Regions from separate parts of the Gossypium hirsutum genome. Here region 1 is linked to region 2. The links are chromatin contacts, called in public Hi-C maps. All regions are on one chromosome and are shown on one strand. Each heading gives the region's core, a stretch centred on a gene start, on an enhancer-like site or on the middle of the called end of the contact. The rest is flanking DNA. Distances are from core to core; before and after follow the strand shown. Region 1 holds the start of LOC107889566 (serine/threonine-protein kinase CTR1). Region 2 overlaps LOC107889568 (protein ROS1A).

Region 1 (2,700 bases), core at 19-2,518, 37 kb before region 2:
GCTGTGTAGCTAATATAGTCCCACTTTACCCACATTAACAATACATAACATAGGTATAAATGCATTCACCAAACATCAGAACAACCGAAAAGTACTGTCAGCATCAACCTTACTTTTTACATCCTATCATCTGCATGGGTTCATAATAAGAGGAAAGAAATCACATACATAGTATGATATATTTTGCAAAATCACAGTATATCTTCAAAATCATCTAAAAACTAAATCCATTCACTGAGAGAACTATTTTATTCACCTAGGCATCTTTCTTCGAGCTACTAGCCTTAGTGAGCCGCTGAGCGTCAAATCCATTTCAAGAAATTCATAAGAGTTACGAACAAGGAAATTTACACGAAAACGTACCCAGAACCGATGAGAAACTGTCTCAGCAGAGCCTGAGCTACCTGCCCGAATTGCGGAATCATCCGGAACTGGATCTAAAAAATTCGGATCATCAGCACAGGTAGCTTCCGAGGAAAGCCTCAAAGCCAACGCCAACTGCAACTGATAACTCTCCTCCGTTTGCTGCGCCCAGCTTTTCCCCGATGAACCGCCAACTTTCGCTCTCATATCCACATGCCTAAAGCACTCATCATAACCGTACATGAATGCACTGATCTCGTTCACAGCTGTCGTAGAAATGGTCGGCGCATAATAATCTCCCGATAACGAGCTCTCGCCGAAGCTGCTCCCGCTCGATTGACGTTGCGTCACAATCGACGAAGCATAAGTATTCCCAACTCCTCCGCCACCGCCGCCGCCAATTCGACTCGTTTGCTGCTGGTTCTGGCTCTGATTCTGATCCCAATCGATTAAACCCGGTTTCACTTTGCTATTCTTATTACTTGAGACCTCGCTCGAAAGCGAGTCGTAATATGGCGGTGGAGCTCCTGATATGGACACGGAGTACTGGTCGTCTGGATACTGGGTAAGGGGAGAGTAGTAGGATCTTCGACCGGGCATTTCCATTGATAATCACTAAAGCAATCGATGATCACAAAACCCTAGAAGCCCTACGAATCGCCATTGTTGAATATTTCAGGCTTTTTAGCTTTGCTATCTCTCTAATTTTTCTTTTTTCTTTCCTTTTTTTGGTAGACCTCAGTGAGTTAATTTTTTTCTCTCTTTCTAGAATTCGATTGTCCGAAAGAGAAAGAAACAGAAAACGATACCAGTTTTATCGGTTGGCGTAATCGTAATATTCTCATCGTTTCTTTCTTTTTCCTTTCAGGAAAAGTCTGAAAAGTGGGATTTATGGTCAAACGTTCATTGGATGATTTTCATTTACTCTTTTTCCTTTTCTAATTTTCCAAATATAAAAGATAAAATATTATATTTTCCTGTTTCGGTTTGTTTGGCTGGCTCGATTGCTACTGCCTGCTCCAACATTCCTTATTCCGAAAAGGAATTGGATAACTTAACTAATTAGCACGTGAGTTCACGCACCTGTGCCCCAGTGAACTGGCTTTTATTTCTCTTTAATTCAGAATTTAATTTTTTATTATTTTAAGAATTTAATTTCTATAATTTTTTATTAATCTATGATTCTTAACCTCACTTTAAATCTTTTTGTCAATTTTATTAACAATATTTAATTGATAAGTAAATAAGAAATAAGTGGGAATTAATTTGAGATCACCCTAGTGTTATGGGTCAAAACAATCATGTTAACACCTCTTTATAGAAATCAATTTAATTTCAATAATCTATACAAATTTTCTCTTTATTTTGAGTTGGGGAATAATAGTTTTAACACGACTCATTTATTTATCTGTGAATCTATATTTATTTATATATTTTGCTTTTAACTTAAAATTTTTTATCTTCTCTTTATGTCTTATTATGTGCCCCGTTAATCTTTTTTGACACATATATTAAACTATTTTTTAACCACCATTTATTTTCGTTAACGTTAGTATCTTTTTTCTTTTCACTTTACATTAAACTAACAAAACAATAAAAACCCCCAAAAAACAAAAAGAAATGAAATCTAAAGAACAAAGGATATTAATGGTGAAATCTACATCCTATCATAAGTTTCTTAATTTTTGAGGTTTTTACTTACTCTGATTCTCTCAATCACCACTTATTAAATTTCGCTCTTTCAAGTCGCTTCAAATTAATAATATTAAATTCACCCTTCAACAGAGTCACCCTGGACTTTGAGGTGTTGAAGTTTACAAATTTGAGCAATGTATTTATTACCACCATCCTATATCACTTCCCAATCAAAATCTTTCAGTTCTCCATTTGTGGAAAATCCTTTCCCAGCATCAACCTCCCTTAGAAAATATGCTTCCCTATAGTTATCAAGAGACATGGAAGTCTACTCCAATGCCATTAACAATTATACGAACAATCCTTTCGGCCCCCGCTAAAACACCTTGAAGCTTCCCAAACCGAACATAACATGGCGTGCTTCGAAATGTCCCTCTTGTTGCATAACAACAATCACATCAATAGCTCCACCAAAAAGGTGGTAAGGGGTAGCAACAACATATACACATTGTGAAATTAAACTCCCAACTTTCCAACTGCATTTATTTGTTAAAATTTAATCATTTTATTTGATTAAATAAAATTATAGGGAAAATAATGAAAACCCTTTTTTAGTTTCTTTATTTTTAACAAAAATAAATGAACTGAAGAAATCTATTGTATATAATATTCTCAATGAGATTCGGTCTTTATTTTTTGTCA
Region 2 (2,700 bases), core at 56-2,555:
TTTTTTAAACTTTATCAGTATAATTAATAAAATTAAAAATATTTGTTTGTCTTTCTAAATTATTATTTTTTATTTTATATAGCTTAAAAATTACCGATAAAATTAAATTATTGATGGAAATCTCATACTTTAAAGAAAATATTTTTGATCTTTATTTTTAAACTTTATATAATTTATAAAAGTTATCTTGAATTCAGTCTAAACAACCACATGTCCAGAATTCATTTCAGCTTAAACTTTTAAATGATTTTTTTGATAATTTTTATGTTTTTAAAATTTAATATTTTTTAAAATTTGAACAATGTTTAAAAATTTATAATTTTAATGGACAAATGATTGTTCAAGAACTTGGACAATCGTTCTTGGACATCCATTTGTCAAGTTTCATTTTGAATATAAAAATTTTAAATAATTTTAAATAAATTTTTTTCGACATAGACCATCATGTCCGCGTCATTAATGGCCACGTCAATGATGTAATGGTCAAAACGAAAAATATTGGTTAAGGAACTTAATTGATATGATTTGAGAGTTTAGGTATTTAATTAAGTGCGTTTTTTTGCGAATAAGCTTAATTGATTTTTTTACCAAAGTTTGAAAACTCTTAAGTTTTTTTTAAACAATATATATTTGTGTTATTCAATTTTTAAAAAATGAAAAATAAAAAATAAAAAATTTTAAAAAAAGAAAAAGAAAATATAAATATAAATAAAAAATATTTTTAGAAATTAAATGGAACCCAAATTTTCGAAGTATAAAATATTTTCTTTTCAAATCTTGTACTATTAAGGAAAAATATATATTCAAACTTTGGAGACGATATTGTTGGGAGCAACCATATATCCCCGAAAAAATTAATCTTCATTAGTCATAAAACACAAACATGAAAAATACCTCAATTATAATTATTTTTCATTCAATACGTTAATATTTGATATATTATTATCATATTGGACCATCGGAGAAATCACATAATATTTATGATAAAATATTTATTTCATATCAATGCCAAATTTGATTACTTAAATAACAAGTAGTATCGTACTGATAAAAAAAAAACTAACTCGCAAGTAAAGCACCATGCATAAATATATTTCAAAGACACAAACATACATGTTAATCTTTCAGATATTGAATAAAGAAAATCTGGAAAATACTTAAAAAGAAAAAAATGAAAACCTGGAAAATATTCCAGGCCTAAATGTTTAAGTATTTAACAGAACAAATGCCCTCTAAAGCTTGGATCAATAAGCCAGTGAAATACAGGCCGCTAAGTCCGATCAGGAGCCCAGCGCCAGCCGAGCATCACAGGGGCTGAAAAAACGAAGGGGCCTTCAAATTTAAGGAGGGAAAGGAGCCGAGAAAGAGAAAAAAGGCGGCAAATTCTCCAACACTACCCTGTCATCTTTCTCAAACTAAATCATCTGCTGCTTCATCATTTTCTTTCATTATCCTACAAATTCAAAAAGAGGTTCGTTTCTCGATCCAGATCGTCCATTTGAATGTTTATCTTTCGTTTAAAATTGTCTAGTGTTTAAATAAAGTCGAGCTTTTTATTCCTGATATTTTCATGTGCCCTTAGATCTGCTGTTTCGATTAAAGAAAAATGAAACGCGGTTCGCTTTTTTTTCTTTCCATTCAAACTGTTATCCGGTGCAGCTTTCCTGCGCTTTTATCTCATTTCTCCCCCAGGTTTGCTACTGTTTAATTTAGCTATTTTGGGGAAAGAAGCATTTAACAATTATGATGAATTTTTCGATCTTGTCTATATTTTTTTCTGTAAAGAGCTTAAAGCGTTGATTCGTTCAGTATTTCTTTCCACGATTCAATATTGAGACATATAATTCTATGCTATTCGGTTTCTTGAGATAGAACGCATAACTGCTTGGATTTTTGCCGAACTTGAGCAAGGTAATTGGTAACGTTGAAACTCTAGAATATGAATTGGCATTTGAGATCATTACGCAATTGGAGTGTAATCGTTTTTTTTTCTGAGTTCTATCCGACATTCAGTTATTTTGGCCAAACTTGTTATATGCTATTTTAGAAATGTTGTATGTGTTGAATTTAAACCTCAAGCCTGATAGATGCTACTTTATTAAAAATAGTTGTATGAACTAGAAGTTACTTTATCAAAAACAGTTAGACTAATTCAGTCGAATTTTTGAATACTGTACGCTGATATTTTTTTGATAAAGATAATAATATGAACTAATTGAGCTAAACTTAAAACCCTAAATTCTGATACGCAGTTTCCTAGATTCCTTAGTTGTTTGCCAATCCGTCTCAACTGTAATTTCTGGGTGACATTCCCATATTAACAAGTTCTCATAATTTTTTCTGAGTTTATACTTCATCACTGTCTTTCCCAGATCACAAACTGGACCACCTTTTCATTCTGAACATTCCCGTAAGCTTCACTCGTTTTTCCTTTAATTGTTTATCAATTGTTAAGGGATAAAAGCATTTATGTCCGTGTGCACATTTAGAGGCTTGACGATGGCCTTGGCCGTATATTATTTTCATTGTAGGAAAAGTTTGGTCAATTAGCATTAGGCAGCGTTTGTTGAAGCTGATCTCTGAAGAATTGCTCAAAGTTTGAGCATGAAACTAAGTAATTAGAACCTTCTTAAACAGTATTAGCACTACATGGCTTTGTGATTATGAGTTATACAAAGATTTTCACATTTTCCTACAAAC

What was found. Hi-C and Micro-C count contacts between places; a contact is called where the count stands out from the background.
Region 1: a Hi-C map of leaf shows a contact between it and region 2, with 2.3 times the contacts expected there. The contact joins the promoter of LOC107889566 here to the enhancer-like site in region 2. A contact is called at or near these places in 4 of 34 Hi-C or Micro-C datasets (anther, callus and leaf).

The regions. Positions count from the first base shown.
Region 1 is chrA09:73,087,828-73,090,527 of Gossypium_hirsutum_v2.1, reverse strand. It overlaps LOC107889566 (serine/threonine-protein kinase CTR1), which reads right to left and starts at 1,268. Exons shown (of 17, transcript XM_041076665.1): 1 at 364-1,268. The coding sequence starts at 969.
Region 2 is chrA09:73,051,301-73,054,000 of Gossypium_hirsutum_v2.1, reverse strand. LOC107889568 (protein ROS1A) reads right to left here. Exons shown (of 21, transcript XM_016814044.2): 21 at 2,581-2,700. Among protein-coding and RNA genes, the nearest start is that of LOC107889567, 9.0 kb to the left of the region's middle. Within about 2 kb of position 1,305, at least 3 of the 9 cell types and tissues checked have an H3K27ac peak or open chromatin away from gene starts, as enhancers often do. A contact at or near this core is called in leaf, where this site is marked.